Regions from separate parts of the Mus musculus genome. Here region 2 is linked to region 1. A link is a contact called in public Hi-C data. All regions are on one chromosome and are shown on one strand. The core of a region is the stretch at or near the end of the contact, and the rest is flanking DNA. Distances in the headings are between cores, read along the strand shown.

Evidence for each region. A called contact is a pair of places that touch in the nucleus more often than the background predicts.
Region 2: a Hi-C map of CD8 T cells shows a contact between it and region 1, with 2.6 times the contacts expected there. The contact joins two enhancer-like sites. A contact is called at or near these places in 1 of 15 datasets of contacts at CTCF or cohesin (CD8 T cells), 5 of 484 Hi-C or Micro-C datasets (CD4 T cells, CD8 T cells and nephron progenitors) and 2 of 115 datasets of contacts at active chromatin or transcription factors (the 230-238 cell line and embryonic stem cells).

What each region holds. Positions count from the first base shown.
Region 1 is chr6:67,412,686-67,418,147 of GRCm38.p6, forward strand. It overlaps the pseudogene Gm4761 and the pseudogene Gm44083. Among named protein-coding and RNA genes, the nearest start is that of Il12rb2, 39 kb to the left of the region's middle. Within about 2 kb of position 2,781, at least 35 of the 459 cell types and tissues checked have an H3K27ac peak or open chromatin away from gene starts, as enhancers often do. A contact at or near this core is called in CD8 T cells, where this site is marked.
Region 2 is chr6:67,316,701-67,321,560 of GRCm38.p6, forward strand. The region is part of intron 8 of Il12rb2 (interleukin 12 receptor, beta 2); the gene reads right to left. Among named protein-coding and RNA genes, the nearest start is that of Serbp1, 52 kb to the left of the region's middle. Within about 2 kb of position 1,596, at least 16 of the 459 cell types and tissues checked have an H3K27ac peak or open chromatin away from gene starts, as enhancers often do. A contact at or near this core is called in CD8 T cells, where this site is marked.

The DNA of each region.
Region 1 (5,462 bases), core at 1,531-4,030:
TGATTATTATGTGATGGGTGGAATTTCTTTTCTGGTCCAGCCTATTTAGAGTTCTGTAGGCTTCTTGTATGTTCATGGGCATCTCTTTCTTTAGGTTAGGGAAATTTTCTTCTATAATTTTGTTGAAGATATTTGCTGACTCTTTAAGTTGAAAATCTTCATTCTCATCTACTCTGATTGGTCTTCTCATTGTGTCCTGGATTTCCTGGATGTTTTGAGTTACGATCTTTTTGCACTTTGCATTTTCTTTGATTGTTGTGTCCATGTTCTCTATGGAATCTTCTGCACCTGAGATTCTCTCTTCCATCTCTTGTATTCTGTTCCTGATGCTCGCATGTATGGTTCCTGATTTTTTTTTTTTTTTTTTTTTAGGATTTCTATCTCCAGAGTTGTCTCTCTTTGTGATTTCTTTATTGATTCTATTACCATTTTTAGCTCCTGGAAGGTTTCATTCCGTTTCTTTAACTGTTTGGATGTGTTTTCCTGTTGTTCTTTAAGAGATTTTTGTGTTTCCTCTTTAAGTGCTTCTATCTGTTTACCTGTGTTCTGCTGTATTTCTAAAGGTAGTTATTAACATCCTTCTTAAATTCCTCTACCAGCATCATGAGAAGTGATTTTAGATCAGAATCTTGCTTTTCCGCTGTGTTGGGGTGTCCAGGACTCGCTGTGGTGGTAGTACTGGGTTCTGATGATGCCAAGTAGTCTTGGTTTCTGTTGGTAAGATTCTTACATTTGCCTTTTGCCCTCTGGTAATCTCTGGTGTTAGATATTCTTGCTGTCTCTGGCTGGAGCTTGTTCCTCCTGTGAATCTGTAAGCCTGTGTCAGCACTTCTGAGAGCCCAGCTCTCTCCTGGAGAGACCAGTGGACAGAGAACTGCTGAACAGCCCCACCTCCTGGGTACAAAGGGAGGCCTGTAGGATCCTGTCCCAGCTGCTCTGCCGCTTCTGTGGCCTGTGCGCTCCTGAGTAGACCTGGATTAGAGTCACAGGAGAGAAAATGGCATCTCACCTGAGTCCTGGCATCAGACACTACCTCCTAAAATTCTTTTCTGTGTGGAAACCACAAATCCAGGTTTGTCCTAAGTGAGGATCCCCAAAAGTCTGGGACTTCCCAGGGTGCTGATGGTGACAGTGTGGTGTTGTCTTTGTCCTTTATTGCTGACAACATGACCTTATCTTGGAAAAAGACGTCAAATCTTTAGGAGTATTAGAAACCACAGTATTAAGGCCTTGGAGGGCAGAACTCCATTCAGCTCAGTGGGCTTCTAATGCCCCTGTCTTCCTATTGCATGTTTGGAATGTATGTTTATTGAGTACAGTGGCAATGCCTGCAGGTATAACTACTCCATAGGCTGCAGCAGGGGGATTGCTTGAGCCTTGAAGCTTGAGGCTAGCTGGGGTACCAACTAGTGAGATCCCAACTCAATCACACAAACACATGACTCTACTTACCTTGCTTGAGGTGCATTTTTTATGATAACGGTATAGCTCTAAAATAAAACCTTTACTTCACAATTTACTGCTATACTTCCCTTTTTACCTTTTATAGTAAAGTTCTTAGGCAGACCATTTTGATATTGAGTTGAGGGAGCTCATGAGGCCTCACCCTCCCCGAAGATATATATGTAAAATTCATGATCGTTGGGGAAAGTTGGCATTTATTTATTATTATTATTATTATTATTATTATTATTATTAATTATTATTTTTACCATGAATGACACTTTATTCAGTCTTTTTCTTAACAACTGAAACTCTGGGAATTCAAAATTAACATTCTTGCCTGCGAGCTTCTTGTACACACCAGAAAAAGTTTCGACCTTGTGTTCCATGTTGCTCTGCTGTACTTTGTCTAAGTGAACTTTTATGAGCTGGTTGCCATCCGGTTTCACACGGATCCTCTTACCCACACTTTCACTTGAAAAGACTAAGTCCTCAAGGATGGCGTCGTGCACTGCTGTCAGTTTGCAGCTTCTGGGGCGCTTTTGCTTATTTTTCGTACGGCTTTTCCGGGTTGGCTTGGGCAGAATCCTCCTCTGAGCAATGAAGACTGCATGCTTCTCACTGAACATTTTCTCCAATTCACGAACTAGCCGGACTTGGATTTTCTGGAAAGATTTAAGGGGAGGAACTGGTACAAAAATTACGATAGATTTCCGACCACCACCAACTTCAATTTCCTTGGCTGCGGTGATGGTGAGTTCCTGCAGCTGCGCCTTGAGATCGGAGTTCATCTCCAGCTCGAGCTGCGCCTGAGAGATTCCAGAGTCGAACTCATCCAGCGTCTTGCCATTGAGCTTCACAATCTTGTCTCTCGAGGTGAACATGGCTTCGTCCTCACGGAGTGCCTGGCTTAGAAAGAGGGACAACTCTCACGAGAACAGCACACATCCGGGTGGCAGAAGGCATTTTCTTAAGTAGGGTAGCCATTGGTAAGTTGCTGATGCTCCTGTATTCAAAATACTCATGCTCCTTTGAGGAACTCTAATGAAACTTATTACATGATAAAAGACATGAAAGTAGATGGGGACCAGCAGGGATGAGGAAAAGAGGCAGCCGGAGTGGCAGGTGGATAAGAGATGATGACAGGGGGTGGATCTGATCAGACTACATTATATACATCTATGAAAAGGCAGCGCTGCAACCCATCGGGTATAAGTACAGCTAATATATACTAATGAAAATGAAAAAGTTGGAAGAAACATGTCTTCAGGCAGGATGTGAAAAGTGAAAGAGAAGACTCATCGACTGCCACACCTCGCACGCAGGCCCTGGTGTTGGACTACTCATGATTTCCTTCCTGTGCTCTGAGAGAAAGCTGCTAATTTTAGATTTGTCTTTATGGTCACAGTCAGTACTTATGGTTTCTTAGCTTTGTGTTGTTTTGCTTACCTTTTCCTTTTTCTGTTATACAGCTCATCAGGAATCTTCTTACTGCTCAGAGCAAAAATGGCTCATTTAAGATCACATTCCTAACATTTACTAAAGGCAAATCACAGAAACAGACACTAGCCTGTATTTTTGAGCGTAAGGGTGAATGGAATGTTTCTTCAGAGCCATGATGGGAAATCTACACATGCAAGGTGGAGAGTCACTATCTTGAGCTAGGATGACTATGAAATTAGTAAAATGGCTAAAAGGGCCCTAACGTGAAACATTAATTGGGATTTAATGGTTAACCTTGGCAGTGAGAAAGATACATAGTATCCCTCTGTCCAGCCTCTGGTAGCTCTCTGTAATTTTGCCCTAACTGTGGTATTCACAGAAGTTGTACAATCTAGTCATGAATCCGAGTCTAATTACTTTATATTAGCATCATGCTTTTTCCTCAGAGAGAGCGATGGTTTATTTTTAATCAGCTCTTATATGTTAAGTCAATAGTGTCTGCCAAGTGGGCAACAGTTGCCTTTAAAGCACATTTCTCTGCAACTGGCATAATTACCTCACACAGAGAGAAGCCTCAGCAGGACTTCATAACCTCTGGGTTTATAAAATCTAATTATGTTCAAAATACAATATTTTATTTTCACTGATCTCAGAAAGAGCCCAAACATGAACAAAGCCAGACTAACCACAGAGTAACTGGGGAGCAGTGAGGTCCTCTCTGCATCCAATCTGCCCCATGCCAGCTGTCTGAGGGAGAAGCCCCGCTTTGCTCAGTCATCATGTCACAGAGAAACGTGGGGGTATACTCTAGATAATCTTTTGGACCGGTCCACTTGACGTTAGGTAAAACCTCTATTTAGTCCGGCGGTTCAGGCTTCTCTAGGCCAAGCTCAGTCTACAGAGTGGAAGAGAGGTGCCCAGTCTGCTTCTCCATGCTGCGTCAGAAGCAGATGTAACTAAGAGTTGGGGAAAGGGAGGCCCAAACGTGCTCTCCAGTGTGTTCTCAGAAGGAAGTTTGTTTTCCTCGCCTTTACATTTTGGAATTTTGCAACTGATTGTGTTTGATAAAGAGGATAAACCACTAAAGTACATCTTTCAAAACCTCTGCGCTATTCCATAGTCATGGGCAGTCCCTCTATTTTAAAAAAGGATGATTGAAAATATAAGAAAAGAGGAAGCTGGGAGTGTGCTGGGAGTGCAACCCAGAAACCCATGCTGCCTGAGAGCCACCCTGGTTACAAACATTCTACTCTAAATAAAGTGCACACCCAAACCACACACACACACACACACACACACACACACGACTACTTTAGGAATTAGTTCCACTGTACTATCTGTGACTATTTTTTGATCCTATGTAAGAAAGAAGAATGTATTAGGGCAGGAAACAATTTATTTTCCTTACAGCTATAGCATTGTACAGAGCATGGTACTCCATCATGTTTCAGCATCTCTCCCCTTCCTCTTTCTTAGTGGCATCTTGAGGTCGACTTCCCTCCTTTCTCGCTTCTCCTGTACCATACCAAATTGGGGGGGGGGTATTTCCACTGAGAAACAGCAACTTACAACTGCGAGACTCAGTTAATAATATATAGTAAAATAATAAAAGAAGTTAATAATATACTCAGGAGCAAATTGGATTGATGTCATAGTTCATACTTGTTCCCAAAAGGTACAGAAAATAGAGCACTCAGGCAAAGACGGGAGGTGATGTGGATAGCACCATCAATGGGGAAAGAAGTATGACTTTGACCACTCAAAGGGCCTTTGCATGCATATTATAGTTCCACTTCTGTGTTTTATCGGGTTCCTGAGTATGTGAATGAGGGTGTCTTTACCTTCCGTTTATTTGCTTTTTTCTTTTCTGCTATGTTTGTCTTACTAAATATTATTGTGTTATTTCCCAAGGTGCTTGTATGTTTTCTAAGAAGAGACAGAGTTGAGGCAACTCCAGGGGAGGAGGAAAGTGAGGATGAATAGAGGGAGGGAAAATAGTCATCAGAGTATATATATTTGATGAAAAAATAAAAGAGAAAAGAAAAAAAGTCTCCTTCCCATGAACATTCCCCTTTGCTTTCTTCCATTTTTTTTCTCAAAAGGAGCTCTGGCAAAGTTTTATTAAAGGAAAACTTTCTTGTTTACTTCTCACCAGTCTGTTCTGGCATGCTTCTAATAATATCAGAATCACCTGGGTCAATGATAGCCAGTGTACATACTCTGTGGTATTTTCCACATGCTATACCTAATTTAATATTATTGCCACTGTAGTGATGGACACCAGTTTTAGCCAACATGGCATAGTATTCTATTTCAGATTTCCTCCAAGCTGGGCAGTTGTTGGCAAGGGTAACCAACTTCACTTTGCTTGTCTGATCATCTTCAGTGTCTGTACCCCAGCATATACTTTCCACTTTTCATAACAAGCTGGAGCCTAGAGTTGATTGACTCCAGAGACTTTCATCTTCTTTGTGGCCACCATCTTCCTGCCTTAAGTGCAGGACAACCTCCAACCAAGATCAGCTGCCAAGATGGCTATGGAGCGAGATAGGCACTTTCTTCCAAATTTACAATCT
Region 2 (4,860 bases), core at 346-2,845, 97 kb before region 1:
TCTGAATGTAGAGGGCTGGCTCTGAGCTGTGACTTTATCATCTCTCAGTTCTTGAGGCAAACATTCACTTCTTCCGGGTTTCTGTTTTAAAATTTGTAAAACAACAGAGAGAGAGAGATTCACAGAGACACACAGAGAGACACACAGAGAAAAACAAACACAGAAAGCATGGGCATGGGTGGGCGGGCGGGTGGGGGAGAGGGTGCTTTTCTACGTATAGAAAATGCAATGCTGCTTGAAACAACCATCCCAAGACTTCCAGGAGCTAAACGAGTAAAATTGATGCTTAGGAACTTGAATTAGCCATCTGTGCTGGGAAACCTAGTTCCAAACTGCAAAATTTTGATTGAGATCATTTGGGAACAAACCTACAAAGTAAGCAGAAACTAACTGATATTACTCTCCAGTCTGTACAGTGTTTTGTCCAATGGTCATGGCAAATGAAAGCACAGACTAGGAAGAGTTGTCAGGTCTAACCCTGGCAGTGCCCATGGCTACCTACTGCAGAAAGAAGGCAGGGCTTACAGGTTTTAAGTGACATAGTTTTCTGGGCACAGCTATCCGTTCACGGCAGGAGACTCTGTCCAAGGTCCAGCCAATGCCCTTGCTCTGGTTTCTCACTTACTAGGAGGCCGAATAATGCAGTTTCTCTGCCCAAAGAGTTTGAGCTGACACGAACATATGGCACACGTCAGTTCTTTCACTTTAAGTGAACAAACCAGCTTTCTGATTGTAATTTGGATTTGGAGACATTTAGCACAGGAGGAAGACTGTTCTGGTGTGCTGAGTCAGGACTTCCGCTGGCCTAGTGGCTGCATTCTTACTGTAAATTAATGAGCGCTCAGCTTTGTACATTGCTGTTTCTGGGAGCTTAGTTAATGTAAGATGCAAGTCTGTTGGGGGAAACTCTTTGGTCTCCAAGTACTGGGTGAAGACAGTGCTGCTGGGGAACTCTTGGAGACAATTGAGCATTGTCCTGAAGTCATCTTTTCAGGTATCCATTACAATCAATCTCACTGCCTGTTTGAAGATTGTATAAGCAAGTGCGTGTTTTTAATCATATTCCCCAGTTGTATATGTGTGTACGCGCGCCTGAGCACGCGTTTGTCTTTTTTTTTTAAACAGGATCTCACTGTGCAACCCTAGCTGATTTAGAACTCACTACATAAACCAGGCTGACCTCAAATTTGTGTTAGCCCTCCTGGGATTATAGGTGCGCACCAGCAAGCACCATATTAATAAGCCTGGCCTTTATCAAAGGAGAAAGAGAACATAGATGAAGCAAACGCTGGTGCGGAAACCACCCTCTGGCAGGAAGGGGGCGTTTCGTGAACAGTTAACCTGAGGAAAGACTTGGTGGGGGAAATCAGACAGTCTGTGTTAGATACACTTGTCTTTGAACCTATAGGGCTGGCAAGGAAGGATGGTGTAAGAGACAGCTGAGGGGATGCATTTCTGGAACGAGCGCTTGCTTCCATCTGTAGTGTTTTTTTTTTTTTTTTTTCTTTTCTCCCTCTGCTGTGATGTATTGCTCCTAAGGCCTGAGACAGTGAGGTTCAGGCCACCACAATTTACAGATAGAATTCCCCGTCACCTTTCCAGCCCAAAGTTGCAAAGCACCTTCTCCAGCCCAGAGGTTATGACCCATTCCTACACACAGCGTCAGCTAAGAGCCTGAGTTTAGCAATTTGGAATGGGTGAGAATACGATTTCTTTTTCCCAAGAGCCAAAAGGCTCTGAATCATAGGAGATGAACTCTGAAGATGTACGACTTGCCGAGCCAATTGGCTCTGTAGATAAATGTATTTGCACTCCAGTGGCACTCGTCTGAGACGGTGATAAGGGAGAGAAAGAACAGTTTTTTTTTTTTTTTTTTTTTTTTTAACCATGAGCTTTACATTTCTTGTCATGTTTAGGTCTTCTCATTTCCCATTCTGAGGAGTGAGCCCAGGCTGCTGCGTAATTAGCTCAAGCCCTACCCAGGGAGAAGACATATGAGAGCATAGAACGCCCTCTGGTGGGCAGCGGCGAGCAGCGTTATCTGGAGTGTGCAGCCCTCAATCTTGGTAGGGTTGCTAACACCTGGATCTCGTCTAACAGGGTTGAGTGTGGACCTCAGGCCAATGTCCATACATGATAAGAGCATGCTACAAGACAGTGCCATCCTTTTGATTTCCTTCTCCAGTTTTCTCTCTTCACTGTATGGAAACACTGCAAATGAAGAACACCCTGGCTAATCCTAAGGTAAAGGCTCTCAGAATCAAAAATAAACTTAGGGAACAAAACCTGAGACCGTCTTAACACCTAAACATAAGAAGAACAAAATTTGACATATCTCAGAATGTGACACACTTGATTTGAATTTTTTAGTTAAAAATCTACCAGAGGAAGGCACCTCTGAATGGATAAACTATTTATTATTAAGACTTAGATAAAACCTGTTGTATTTATTTTAAAGTAAAGCTTGACCCCTAGATGCAAACGAGGCAAAGAAGGAAAACTAGGTGGCTGTGTGGCACAGTGGACAGAGTGCTGGCTCTAATGTCAGAAGGGAAAAACTGTTAGAGTTTGGCTAATGTCAAAGAAGAGCAGCCCCTTCCAAAGCTCAGGTGTTTGGACGCATTAGGCACAGTTCTTCTTGCTTGGATTGTTGCTGGTTTTGTGCATGTGTGACGCTGGGGATTGAGTAAGGCCTTGTGCGTGCTAGTATGGGCTCTTCACACTGAGCTGTATCCCCAGCCTCCATGCTCAGTAGGAGGACCTTTGGTTTTCTCACTTCTCTGTGTAACACCTGTTACACAGAGTTCCTTTTCATCACTCTGAGACAGAATATCCCTACTTTCAAAATAAGGATAATAACATCAACTCTTGGCCTCTCCTTTGGCCCTCTTTGAAATTTCTACTGATGTTAGGGCTATATACAAAGTACATAGAATTTGTGAGTTGAAAACTGAATATTGGGTTGGCAGGATTCCTCAGTGGTTAAAGAGGTATTTGCTAGTATGCCTGATGATGTGAGTTCAATTTCTGACACCCACATGGTGGAAGGAGACATCAGGCATCCACACTATGAATGGCACATGCACACAACCTCAAATAAATAAATATAGAAACAACAGCAGCAACAACAAAACCAAAACAAAACCCCCGCACAAACTTGAGTACCTTCATTTTGGAATTCATAACTTATATTCAGCAACCCTAGTACAAAGTGGAGAAATAGGAAGCAGTCATGCTGTTGGTTTGCCTTACTGAGATGAGGGTTCACTGTGTTGCCCAGGATAGCCTTGAGTTCCTAGGCTCGCTGATTGCCCCGAATCAGCGTTTTTAGTAGTCAGGACTGTAGGTGCATCACAGTCCTATTCTAATTTTGATTTAAAATGTTAAGCATCACTCCACGATCTTCCATGCCTCTGTTCTTCCTCCCCTGCAGGCTATCAGCTCACTTGACATCCTCATGGGTTTGAACAAAGCTTGCCTCATCACAGGAAGGCTGCTCTCACTTTCTCTAATTACCTTGTGAATCTTCATGATAGTCTCGTGCCCTGTACATTAGTATTATCTTAAGTTAACTCATAATGAAAGTATGTACGGAGAGGCTAAACACCTTGCTTAAGAACACACGAGGTCCACCACTATTTAGCTGCAACAGAGTCACATAGAGACTCCTGCTTTCTCATTAGGTCAGAGGCTAGAACTCTTGCTAGCCCTGGCATATCCCTCAACTGCCACAGAATGAGTTGAGACCCTGATTCCTCAGGTCAGTGTGGGAAGCCACATGTGCCGTTGCTGAGTGGCACTGACTACTGCTGGCCACCATACATAAGATTGGACAAACAACCAATGTGTACATATGCAGTAAAGTTTTTTGCAAAGACACTGCCTGGCCCAGGCATGATAATGAGGTTCTGTAAGGTACTGAGAGTATAACCAATCAGATGAGGAACATGCAAATGAGGCTTAGTGCATAACCAATCCGGGTATGAGACACGCCTCTCCTAGGCCTATAAAAGCAGCACCAGTTCTGGGCTCGAAGTCTTTTCGCCTCTGCAATCAAGCTCTCCCAATCAACGTGTGCAGAAGGATCCTGTTGCAGCGTCGTTCTTGCTGGTCGAGTCCGGTGCGCGCAAGAGGTCAGCAACCAGCACCCTTAGTGACCCAGAACTCCAAACCCCAGCCATATAGAGAACCTATCTGCTTGTCTGGTCACTGGCCAGTGCTCCTGCTGACCCAAAATTTCACCCCCACCCCCTGTCCCAGGCGATACATGGAGATCACTGCTGCTGATCACTTTTCAGAATCAGAGGCTGACACTCCTGCTAATACTAGTACCTCATCCTCAACTGCCACAGAGTCAACTTGCTTGTCAGATCAAAGGCCAGAACTCCTAATGATCCTGATGCTCTACCACCCCACTACCACAGTACTGCACAGAGATCCCATCAGCTCCTTAGGTCAAAGGCTAGTAGCTCAGCTGACTCTGGCACTCTCTCTCTTTGGTACTACAGGATCACATTGAGTGCTGGCTCATGAGGGCAAATGCCACACTCCTGCTCCTGAGGCATCTCGCTTGTCACCATCTTGCTTTTTGCTCGCAAAAAGCAACCAAAAATGAATAGAAGTGAAATATTAAATAAGGCAAATAATAAGAAAAATCTCAGTGGAAAAACCTCACCCATGGAATGGACCACGTGGAGGACAAAATATCAGGGCTTGAGAGAAGCTATAAGGCTGCATCATTTAATTCAAGAAACTGATTACATTTTATTTATAAGATTTACTTATTATGAGCGTTTGTTTACATGCATGTATGTATACTATGTATATCATATGCATGTCTAATACCCAGGGAGGTCAGAG